Regions from separate parts of the Mus musculus genome. Here regions 1 and 3 are each linked to region 2. Evidence: chromatin contacts called from public promoter capture Hi-C data. All regions are on one chromosome and are shown on one strand. The core of a region is the stretch at or near the end of the contact, and the rest is flanking DNA. Distances in the headings are between cores, read along the strand shown. Region 1 holds the start of Ywhae (tyrosine 3-monooxygenase/tryptophan 5-monooxygenase activation protein, epsilon polypeptide). Region 2 holds the start of Rtn4rl1 (reticulon 4 receptor-like 1). Region 3 holds the start of Vps53 (VPS53 GARP complex subunit).

Region 1 (3,799 bases), core at 511-3,010, 540 kb after region 2:
TCTACCTCCCCTTCCAACCCCCCCCCCCCCAACACTAGGTAGGAGAGAAAGAAGGGGAAAGGGAATATAGACCTCTAAAGGCTACTTCCTGCTCACTGGGGGCATCGGGGTCCTTGGGGCAAGTCTAATCTTTGTCGTCAGGGTATCTCTAACTTCTTGTCTCTTTGCTTATGGCCATTTGACAAACTGCAACAAAAGCAACCAGGAGCAGCAGCCTTCTTCTTTGGAGTGCCCCTGTTCCCCTCTGGGCTCTGGCATTTATTTATCTCCTCTCCAGAGTCTCCAGAAATCCAAACATAAACTATCCGCAGCTGGCAAGACCACAGCCCTGCTAGTGCACAAGGTAAATCCTAGTCACCTGCTTCGAAGCCGCCTCTTATCCCACGCCTGGGATTAAAACGCAAACACATTCACAGACCATAGCTGGGTTTTTGAAGAAACCAAAACTCTCACCACCAGCTCCTTTCTTTTTGTGTTTGTGTTTCGAGGTAGGGTATTTTTAGTCCAGGATGGCCTGGAACTTGTGGCAATCCTTGTCTCTGCTTCCACAGTGCTGGAATTACAGGCGTGAACCACCGCTTCAGTAAGTACGGAATACTTTTCTTAAGTACAATTATGACGATGTCACCTTCCACTCAGAATCATCAAAACAGCTTGCCCAGATAGGACTATAACTCAGTGGCAAAACACACGGTGGAAGCTGTGGGGGTCAGTCTCCAGCGTTTGGACAAAACAATTCCTGTCCGTTCACAGACTAAGATGCAAACCTCTGGGCGTGTGACCTCAGGCCTTGATCCCAACCTTTTGATTTCACACTCATTTTGAGGCCCTTTTTCTGCATGGCTCAGCAGCAAGCTGATATTGAGTATAAGATGTTGAAAATCCATAAGGAAGCAGACTAGGCGTGGCCATTGCAAGTGAAGCAATCCCCATGGAGGATTATTTATTTCTAACTCATCAATGTCAATTTGCCCTTACACACCTCAGGTGCACCTTGCACTCCAAGTGAGGCAAGCCACTATGTCTCCTTTTTCCCTCGAGTGAGGGTTTCCCTTAACTAGCTGAGATTGACCACTTTTTCTTTTTTCTTTCTTTCCTTTTTTTTTTTTTTGAGATGGGGGTTTCACAATGTAGCCCTGGCTGACCTGGAATTTGCTTTGTAGATGGGACTTGATCCAAACTCGATCCTTGCGCCTCTACCTCACTAGTGTTGGAATTAAACACACTCACCTATGCTTGAAGCAAAACCAGAGATTTTAAACAAAAGTCCTATCTACGATAGGCCAAAGAGATAAAATATGGCTGGAGGGGAGAAGAAAATGCTTAAAGTATGGAAGCAAGGGAGATGATGATGCGTGAAAACTCGAGCTTTCCCTTCTTGTCCTTGTCAATTCTTTAAATTGGATGAGAAAAATGTGCTAGAATGCACAGGGCCGGTTGATCTTCAACGAGGAAGGCCTGCCGTAGCAAGAACCCATCAAGCCTGTCGCTCTGTCCCCCACAGGCCAGCCCGCGGTCGCCCCGCACGGGCTTCTGGCTAACTCCCCTCCCGCAGTCTAGGCCGACCTCGCCTCCAGCCGCTCCAGGGGCCGTTCTCCGTCGCAGTCGCAGTTCCCGCCTCGCCACAGGGCCGCCCGCTGTGCCGACGGAGGAGGGGCGTCTGTCGCGCTGGTTCCAGCCTTTTCTGGCGCCGAACTCCGGGATCCGCCCCCCCCCCCCCCCGCGCCAGTTGCCAGGGAGCGGTTGCCATAGAGCTGAGCAGTTGTCCGCGTGCGCAGGCGGAAGTCCCGGATTGAGGCGCCGCCATTTTTCCTGCTCGGACGCGGAGCGAGAAGCTGAGAGAGTCGGAGACGCTATCCGCTTCCATCCGTCGCGCAGACCCTGCCGGAGCCGCTGCCGCAATGGATGATCGGGAGGATCTGGTGTACCAGGCGAAGCTGGCAGAGCAGGCCGAGCGATACGACGGTGAGTCGGGGGGGTGTCGGGGGGCTGGAAGTCTCGGACCCTCCGCCGCCGCCCACAGAGGCCGGGAACCGGAGACAAAATGGCGGAGCCGTCTCGGAGCCCGGCTTGGGACGTGGGTCGGGAAGCAGGCCGAGGCCTGCGGGCTCCCGGCGCGGTGGGAGTCCCCGGGCCTAGGGATTTGACCCCTCCGGTGTCCTTAGCTTGCAGGCGCTCGCCCGCCAGCAGGCCGGGGCGGAGGGTGGAGGAGTTGGTTGTAAAATGGCGGCTGGAGGGGGAGGGCGAGTCCCCGGGCGGGGGAGGGGGGAGGAGATGGCGGGTGCCGGCTCCCGGCGTGCGATCCCCACGGGAGCCCTCGGGAACCGCGGCGGGGTGTGGAGGAGGACACTTGGGTGGGGCGATGTGAGGAACGGTACCGGTCGCTCGGGAGAGGGCGGCATCGAGGAGCTGTAGCGCTAGGCGCCTTTCGGGGAAATATGGCGGGTGGGGGCGGTGGCTTTTCCCCTGAGGCCCAGTGTGGGGCGGCGGCCGTGGAGCCTCACAAAGGAGAAGCCTCTGGAACGGACGGCTTCTCGGGGCCGGCGGTGGAGAGGAGTCTTCTGGTGAGGGTGGAGTGTTTGGAAATCACTGCAGAGCCTCCCTCCTTGGGTGGAGGCGAGCTGAGATGCTGCGATTGGATTTCTTCCTTTGGGCCGACACACCTTGGAGTTGAGAGTTTGGGGGGCTTTTTAGCCTCGCCTTCTTCCGGGGAGGTGCAGAACCTCACTCCTACCCCGTTTGTTCTTACCCAGGATATCCTAAAGTTGCTGCGGGTTTTTTTTTTCCCCCTTCTGTCCCCATCCTTCATAGGCACGGAGTTCTGATGGCTAGAATACAGGAGACCAGGCTTGCCAGGATTCCTTAGTACGAATTTCCCTTTGCAGAGTCAGTGCCTCAGTTTACCCGTTTGTAAAATTGACGACTGTACTATTCACACTCGTCATTATGAAGTATGGAAAGACCTGCTGAGAAATGGTTAATTCAAATAATGTTTAGTAGCACTTTGGGTTGACAACCCAAGTTCGGGTGGAATGCATGCTCTTCCTTGGCTTGGGGAGCTTTACCTATTTTGAGCACTCAGTTGAGGCTTGGGGAGTTTGAATTAGGAATGTAGAAGATTGTAGTTTTTCTGTTTTATGATTTCATTGTTACATGATTGGGGCTCAAACCCAGGATTGCATGCAAGCAAGACAAGTGCTCAAATACTGTGCTACACCACAGCTCTGTTTTATCCATTTTAAGAGAATGGTTTTATATATATGTATATGTGTGTGTGTGTGTGTACACACACACACACAAATTTCAATAGTTACTCTTCTGTTAATTTGACACACACACACCCCACCTGCAGGTGATGGAGACTAGACCCTAGTACATGCTAGATTCTCAACTTAGCTCCTGCTAATTGCAGTCTAGTTTTTTTTTTTTTTTTTTTTTTTTTTTCTGAGAATTTCATTGACATATCTACTGTGTTTGTGAAGTGTAACTAGATATTTGAGTTAGGCAATAGGCCATTAAACTAGTATTTAAAAATGAAAAGTCACACACATGGTTCCTGTGATTTAATTAATTGCAGGTGTAGTTCTGGCTGTTCTGAAACACTATGTAGACCATACTGGTCCTGAACTCAGAGATCCGTCTCCGCCTCCCTGTGTGCTGAGATTAAAGGCATGAATACTAAGGCTAGGTCCTGTGAGTTCAATGTTTGGGAAGTGGTAGGGTCCAATGAGACAAGATTGGAATTAAGTGTTCCTCATGTTTTTTCCATGTTAGTTAAAACATTTGCTTTTTCAAATGT
Region 2 (3,968 bases), core at 465-2,964:
TCAGCTAGCCTCTCTGGGCCTTAGTTTTGTGTCTCCACAGCTCTGTTCTAAGAGTTTAGTTTGCCAGGGCTCAGGTGGTGCAGGTTCCTGCAGCTGGCAGGAACTAAGGAATACCTCACTTTGTGTTCCCAACCCTAGAAGGACCAAGCTGAAGAATGTTCTAAACAAGGTTACTTCAAACATTTGTGCAGTCTTTCCTTTCCAGGTGTCCTCTCTGCTCCACCTGTTGAACCCAGACTTTCTGAGGGAGAATCAGGTCTGATTCTCCCTCACACTCAGCTCAAACCAGGGGCCGGGACCTTAGGGTTCTGAGTATCTGTATTCGTGCCAGTGATAATGGCCTTGCTTCTGACTTCTGATCACCCCTCCAAGTTTACTCCACAGAGAACTTAGATCTCTGGTTAGATGGCAGCTGTCACATTAGCTCCACTTCCACCCCATCCCCCACTCGCATCCCGGATCAGCTCCAGAGCAACACCCTCTTTGTCTTTCTTCCAGACACTTCCATCATCTGAACTTTTCTCTTTTTGTCCTATTAGAGTATAAACTCAAGGAGGACAGGGACCTTCTCTTTTTCACTGGCTGAATTTCCACATAGTGTAATACATAAAACTCTAATATGTTCAACGAGTGACCTGGCCCAGTCTTTTTCCTCTTAGGGAGTCCTTCTTATCCCGGGCCAGTAGGGGGTGCCGGCCTCCACCTAGGATCTCTGCTGGCTTGAACCTTCTCCACACTTGGCCCAAAGGGCCCTTGCAGGACCGACCGGCTTTTCAGGCGGTACCTCCTCCCTGTTTGGAGAATCCTCTCATGGGTGGGGTCTGTGTAGGACTAAAGGGGACCGGGGAGGCCTTCCAGCCAGAGATAGCCCACCTGAACTCCCATAGTTCTTTATACGATTTTCAACTGGACATCCCCAAATGCTAGCTGTCCCGCACATCTCCCCCCAAAGAACAGTGTCTTGGAACTCTGGATGGGCGGGCGGGGTGGGGGGAAGGCTATGTCGCCGGAGCAGTTCTGGGCAGGGAAGAGCCGTCGAGCCTCACAGGAAGGAAGGGACGCGGGTCAGAGAGGAGACGGGGCAAGGGTGTTGGACTTGTCATCGGGGCTCAGGGCCGGTACACTGTTCCAGCCGCTTCTCTTGATGACCTCCAGCAGCGAAGGGCAAACAGGCGGGGGCTGGGCTGCGGGTGCGTGCTCGGAGAAGCCTGCGGGGCCGGGGAGGGCGATTACAGTGGCCGGACGACCCGCGGATGACTGGGGCAGGTACTTGGACGGACGCGGGCCGAGGATCATCCCCGGGGGCAGGTGCAGCGAAAACACCTTGGAAGGCGGCGCCGCACGGCTGAGCGCCGCTGCCCTGGGAATAGGACGGCGCTCCGCACCGCGAGCTGAGAGCACTTTCATAAATTTTGTATGGGAGGCGCTCCGTGAGCGGGGGCGGGGAACGGAGCGGGAGGGAGGGAGCTGAAGAGCGAGGGAGGGAGGGAGGAGGAAGAGAGGTGGGGGAAGCCGGGGGGAGGAAGGGAGGCGCCCCGCTCGGCGGATCGCTCGGTCCTGCAAACGCGCGCCGGGCGCTTTCCCGGAGCTAGGCTGTGCGTACGAGCGCCCTTTTGCAGCAGCCGCTGCCCGAGGGGGCGGGGAAGAGGGGACATCGGCTGGCCGGCTAGGGGGCGGCGTCCCCCCTCAAAACCGCCTGCAAAGTGTTTGGGGCGGCAGAATCAGGCCGCCGGCTCGGCGGAGCAAGCCACTCGCCCGGGGCTGAGCGAGCGCACCGCGTTGGTTGGCAGCGCCGCGGTTGCTAGCAGGCGCCGGTGCCCTGAGCACCGGGTTTGGGCTCACCATGCCCCTGCGGGACCGGGCCGCCGGGCACAAGCGGATTCCCGGCTTGCCCCCGCCTCGACGCGCTCGGATTAGCTGCAGCTGGCGCCCAGGGATTTGAATCTGGACCCCAGGAGGGAGCGCGCCTAGGCCGACCTCGGAGCGGCGGCCCCGCGGCCAACATGCTTCGCAAAGGTGAGTTGGAACCTCAGGGGCAAGTTGGAGTTGCATGGAACCGGGCCGAGCAACAAGCCCCGGGAGCCGTCGAACGCCAGGGAAATGGGTCCCGGAAGCAGCCCCCTGCTAGATGGCTGGCTTTTGTCACAGGCACCCGCCGTGCGCCTGCTGCTGGAGCTGAGCTCCCGTTGGTGGCCTGTTGAGAGACATGGGGTTTGTTCATGGGGTTTGTTCATGGATCGAGTGGCCAGGCCTCAGGGATCTGTCTTGAGGGTTCAGAGACCAGAGTGAGAAACCTTTGATAAAAAGGGAGCTGTCCTCCTGGGACCTTTGCCTCTCCATTATAAAGTTTTGCACTTGCAGGCTCCATCCCCTGCGCAGGCACCCGCCCCTGCTTCTGCTGCTTCAGCACTGAGTACAACCCGCGCTTGGGTGCAGGCAGCGGTCAGTCACCGCGCGGCCCCGGCGTTCACCACCGTTCCTAACTCCGGAGGCGCGCCGGAACGCAGGCATCTTCCCAGCATCCTACCCTTATCCCCGGGGACCAGCCCTGAGCATTTAGCGACCGAGGGTGGGGAGTGTCAAGTGCCAGAAGTCCGGTTCCTTAAACTTTCCTAATGCCTGGATCAGAGGGACGCAACCGCCAAGGCCATGTTGGCAGTGTGCGCGGCCAGAGCCAGGTTCAACTTAACGGGCGCTGGCTCGGTGACCACCTCGCCAGACTCCCCGGCAGCAGGAGCGGAGCAAAGTTGGCGCGGGTGCCGGGGAAGTCCTGCCGCGCCCCCACGTGGTTGCCGTTCTAGGTGCTGTCCCTCCGGCCCAGAAAGGGCAGGTGACCACACGTGAGCCCGCGGACCCGTTACCCTCTGCTCCCCTCCTCTGCGTGTCTCTTTGCTCTGAGGTCCCAGTGTACTAGCTGTGGCGCCCCGCTGGGATTCCCCTGTCCCTTGCCTCGGCCCGGCGGCTGCTGAGCCTTGGTGCCTGATGCTAGCTGCTCCCGCCCTGCGGGAACCAGCTGAGGCGGGAGCTCAGGTAGCGGAGGGGCCTGATCCCTGCGCTCCAGCCTTAATCCGCCCCTGTTTCCATGGCAACAGACCGAGGTGTCGTAAGCACAGGATTCTGACCTCACAGCAGGATGGGGAAGGAGAAAGCGGGCAGGGGGTGGTGGCAGAGGTGGGGGGAGCGAAGCCCTGAGATGGGCGGAGAGAAGCAGATACCGGGAGATGAGAGACCCAGATAAGCAGGTCAGACAGGTGGGTGAAAAGCCACGCCTTCGTTATGAGTCGAAAAGACTGAGTGGTGGTCCAGCCTCAGGCAACCACGGAGGTTTGGTTGCCTCACCGTGTAAGAACAATCACAAACTTGTGTGACTTGTGCCCTCCACGTGGGTCGGTACAGTAAGAAGATGGGGGGTTGGGGGGGGACACGACACATTGCCTCTTTTTCGTTGTGGTGTGGGGCAAGTCTCTGCAGTAGTTAGAAGAACCGCTTTACTGTTTAACACCCCAGTTCCTTTTCCTACAGAAAGACACGGAAAGTCACTTCAGCAACTCAGCAGTGCTGGAGTGCAGGCCAGTGTGTGTGCACAGGGAAGGTGATTTTTACTGAGCTGGAGACAGTGGAGTCTGAGAAGCCTGGGCATGGACCATGTAGACTTGCTCTAGTGGGGAAAGCTTCCCAGACAATTTTGAAAAGGCTGCCATGTCTGGGCTGCAGGTCTGTGATGGAGATAATGGGGAAGAACTGACATCTCATTTCCCTTTTGGTCTTTTGTCTTTTGGCAGTTTACAGTTAAGAATGAGCCACAAAGCAGCCCACACACTTTATTTATATGGCTTAGGTGCCCGGGGAGGCTCCAGCAGTCTCCAGTAGCTCTTTGGTATCCTTGCTAGCCAGAAGCCCAGCTCTAGACAAGTCCAGTGCATTCTGGGGGGATGCTGCCCGGGAGGGAGAAGGATCCTTTCCCTGCT
Region 3 (4,107 bases), core at 445-2,944, 990 kb after region 2:
TAAATAAATCTTTAAAAAAAAAAAAAAAAGAATATCCCTAAGAGTCTTCTCTTCCCAACAAGAAGTTTTTTGTTGACTAAAGTCTCCTGTCAACTATATTAAGATGTATGGTCATAATATTAGAAGTAACTGTGTAGGTTTTTGTAAGGTTTTGTTGATAGAGGGAGAAAGATCTTCCTTAAGGGAACTGACATGGGGTTATAGTGTAAGAAGAAGCACATTAGGAGCTATGGATATTGCTTTGTGGTAAGACACTTATCTCATGTGCCAAGGATTTGTTCAACCTCCAATACTAATAAAAAAGAAAGGAAAGAAAGAGTGTGTCTCATTTAATGGCTATTGGGAAGGTAGCCCAAGTAAAATAATTCTACTACTAATAATTAGCATATATGGACCATTAATACTTTATTTTTTTGTTTTTCAAGACAGGTTTCTCTGTGTATCCCTGGCTGTCCTGGAACTCACTTTGTAGACCAGAGGTTGGGGAGACGTGTGCATGTGTATGTGTGTTTTGTCCAGGAGTAGTTTTCTCCCTCTATTTTGAGGATCCTGGGGAAGAGACTCAGGTCAGCAGGCTTGGTGGCACAGTGCCTTTACCCACTGAACTATCTCACTAGCCCTCAGTCTTTTAGTTATGGTACAGATTTGTCTTAGTTTGCTTTACATTGCTGTGATAACACAGCATGACCAAAAACAACTTGTAAAGTAAATAATTTATTTGGATTACAGGTTATAGTATGTCGTCATCAGGTGAAGCCAAGCCAGGAAATGGAGCAGAAATCACGAAGGAATGTTACTTACTGGCTTGCTTTCCATGGCTTGCTCAGCTTGCTTTTCTATACAATCCAGAACCTGCTGCCCAGGGGTGGTACCTCCCACAGTGGGCTGGGCCATTCTACAGCATCAACCAAGAAAATGCCCCCACAGATTGCCCGTGGGCCAATCTGATGGAAGCAATTCTCAACTGAGGCTTCCTTTTCCCAGATGACTCCAGCGAGTGTCAAGTGCGCGCGCACGCGCACACCAGCACAAGGGTCATTTTCCAGTATGCCGCCCCACAACCCTATTCTGTCATTCGTTTCCGCAATGGAAGTATCCCACTGCCAATTCCAAACCACTCCAAGAGTTTAACCAGAGAAATGGAAGAAGCCGCACTAGCTGGAAAATGAATAGAGTCTTAAAATCAACCATAATCCGAATTCTCTAGTCACGGGGCTCCCTCTAGGTTTATCCTGTCAAAGAGGACAGCTCGGCCCAAACTCAGCAGGGCGTAACAACCTCGGAAACACAGAGCCTAGAGAAGACGTGTTCGGTCCCCAGGCTGAAAAACCCATCCCCACCTTTACCACCATCCAGACTTCCGCTCAGCATAAGAACCGCCACCTTTCCAGCCTAGCAGGGGAGATTCGACCCTGGCCTAGAGCTGCCCCTTCCACCGCAGCTTCCTCCCGAGGGGGTGGAGCGCTCACCTGCTCGATGGCGAGTTGCACCTCTGGCGTGAGCTGCAGCACAGCCTCCAGCTCCTCCACAAACTCCAGTTCCTCCTCCTCCATCATCCCGCCGCTCAGCCCCCGACGCCCTCTCCAATCCTGCTCGCGACCTGTCTGTCACCAGGACCCCAGAAGAGCAAGCCTCCAGGTACGGGGCTCGAGGGAGCCGCTACTTACTCGGCTAGCCTGGCACTTCCGGAGAACTGGGCACTTCCGGGAACCGGGGGACTCTGGGATAGCGGAGGACTGACTTCCGCAGGCATGGCTGTCAAGTCCCTGGAAAATCTCCAGACAACCCTTAACCTCAAGTTCCCTGTTCGCACGCGGCGGGTTCTTAAGATTGAAAGCCCTCTCTTCTTCGCCCAGGGCGCATCCCCCACCAGCGCCGTAGTGTCGCCCGGGCGCCCCAGAGAGCGGTAGCCACGGCAGTGTCCCAATGGATGGGCAATAAGCCCCGCTGGCCATGAAGCCAACGTGCAACCCGCTCGCTGGATCCCCTTGGTCTAGGGCAGTCTGTGTCCCCCTGCCATCGGGAGTGAAATGACCCCAGCTGGTAAGTGGCAGTGTTGCCAAAGACATTTGAGGTTTGGGAGAGCTTCTGCTCCTTAGATAAGGATCTACTGGGCAGAATTGTCTGAAGCCTCCTCGCTAGGGTGGGGAGTAAGGAGAAAAGCGACCCAACGCTGGGAAGTGTTTGGTTTTTGAGACCGAATGTCCGGGCTGTACATCCTTATTTACACCCTTGATAACCTTATGATCTTGAACAAAGTATTCCCATCTGCCCTGCTTACACTACGTTAGATGGGGTGACATTAAATATGGAAGTATTATGCAAACTTAGGCAGGTAGTACAGGAAATGTTAGGGTGTTTAGCCGCGTACATTACAAAAAGAGGAGCCAGATAGCCCTGTGGAACCGCTTTTCCAGCAGGCACTGGAACAATGATGGAATTGCAGCCAAGGGAAGGGTTGCCTTACCAGTTCAACATTGTGAAAACCTCGACAGAGGAGTATCTGGCCCTGCTGAACTTTTTTTTTTTTTTCCGTACATATAGTTTTATAAAAATTGCTTCAGGAATAATATAATTTGCTTTTTTTTTTTTAGTTTTTAAAAAACATTATAGTTTTAGGAATGGAATTTTATTGTTGTTTTAGTTTGCCCCCCAAAAATGTGTGAGTAGTATAAGTTTTAGCAACAGCAACAAAAGAATGCTTTAAAATATAATTGCAGGAGGACTGTGAGAGACATCAAGATGGCTCAGCCAGTAGAGCATTTGCCCTCAAGCCTGATGCTTGAATTCATCCATCGAACCCACATGTTGATAAGAGAGTTCTAACTTCCACAAGTTACCCTCTAACCTCCACACATATATTATTGACTCATAAAAGTATTATTTTGACAATTATTTAATGACATAGCGATATATGCACAGTGTATTTCAGAAAGCAGAATATTTATTTCTGAGAGCAAAATTGGCTGGGTGTGATGGTACAAGCCTATAATCCCAACACTTGGAAGGTGAAGAGTAGGTGGATAAGGAAAATGTACTGTCTCAACCAAAAGCAAATGACAGGGAAATATATTTTTTCTTTATTTTCCCACACATCTACAATCAACATATGGTACTTTTTTTTGTGTTTGTTTGTTTGTTTGTTTGTTTTTCAAGACAGGGTTTCTCTGTGTAGCCTTGGCTGTCCTGGAACTCACTCTGTAGACCAGGCTGGCCTCGAACTCAGAAATCTGCCTGCCTCTGCCTCCCAAGTGCTGGGACTAAAGGCATGCGCCACCACTGCCCAGCTTTTTTTTTTTTTTTTCTCCATATGGTACTTTTATTATCAGAAACCATAGGTGCTGTCTGGATGTGGTGGCACATGCCTATAAATACCAGGATTCTGGGACCTGAAGCAGAAAGATGGAGAGTTTGAGGCTAGCTGGACTATGTAATGAAATTCTGTCTTAAAAATCAAAAAACAAAGGCTGGCAAGATAGCTGAGCCATTAAAGATGCTTGTTGTTCTTCCAGAGGATCCAGGACTTAAGTTCAGTTTCCAGCACCTTCATTGAGCAGCTGGCCACCGTGGAACTCCAGCTCCAAGGCATCAGACATCCCCTCCAGGAACACCCACACACAAGATGCACATATACATAATTTAAAAATAAAGGGGACAGAGAGATGGCTCAGCAGTTAAGAGCACTGGCTGATCTCCCGGACGACCTGGATTCAATTCCCAGCACCCACATGGTGGCTTACATCAGTCTGTAACTCCAGTTCCAAGGGAGCCAGCACCCTTTTATAGCTTCCTTGGACACCAGGCATGCACACGGTCTACACATATACATACAGGCAAAACACCCATACACGAAGAATTAAGAGATAAAAATAAGGTAAAGCTGAAAGGTGAAAGCGGGGTAGAGTGAGAGGAGAGAGAGAGAGAGAGAGAGAGAGAGAGAGAGAGGAAAGCATGTGTATCATTCTTGAAGGAACAGGAATGTGCAGTTTTATCGTGCCTTATTTTTCTATTTTAAATTAGATAGAATTTGCATGCAGTGAGATTAGCCGTTTCCGGTTTCCAGTGCTGTACATGAGCTTTGATAAATGCATGTTGTCATCGTGTCAG

Evidence for each region. Promoter capture Hi-C pulls out the DNA fragments that hold promoters and counts their contacts. Capture Hi-C pulls out chosen DNA fragments and counts their contacts.
Region 1: a contact with region 2 is called in a promoter capture Hi-C map of liver. The contact joins the promoter of Ywhae here to the promoter of Rtn4rl1 in region 2. A contact is called at or near these places in 1 of 39 promoter capture datasets (hippocampal neurons), 1 of 115 datasets of contacts at active chromatin or transcription factors (pancreatic cancer cells) and 1 of 9 other capture datasets (liver).
Region 3: a contact with region 2 is called in a promoter capture Hi-C map of pre-B cells, with 3 times the contacts expected there. The contact joins the promoter of Vps53 here to the promoter of Rtn4rl1 in region 2. A contact is called at or near these places in 1 of 39 promoter capture datasets (pre-B cells) and 1 of 9 other capture datasets (pancreatic islet).

Annotation. Positions count from the first base shown.
Region 1 is chr11:75,731,127-75,734,925 of GRCm38.p6, forward strand. It overlaps Ywhae (tyrosine 3-monooxygenase/tryptophan 5-monooxygenase activation protein, epsilon polypeptide), which reads left to right and starts at 1,761. Exons shown (of 6, transcript NM_009536.4): 1 at 1,761-1,965. The coding sequence starts at 1,902.
Region 2 is chr11:75,192,279-75,196,246 of GRCm38.p6, forward strand. Rtn4rl1 (reticulon 4 receptor-like 1) reads left to right here and starts at 1,715. Exons shown (of 2, transcript NM_177708.5): 1 at 1,715-2,016. The coding sequence starts at 2,004.
Region 3 is chr11:76,177,944-76,182,050 of GRCm38.p6, forward strand. Vps53 (VPS53 GARP complex subunit) reads right to left here and starts at 1,695. Exons shown (of 22, transcript NM_026664.4): 1 at 1,470-1,695. The coding sequence starts at 1,556. It also overlaps a transcript of Tlcd3a not described here.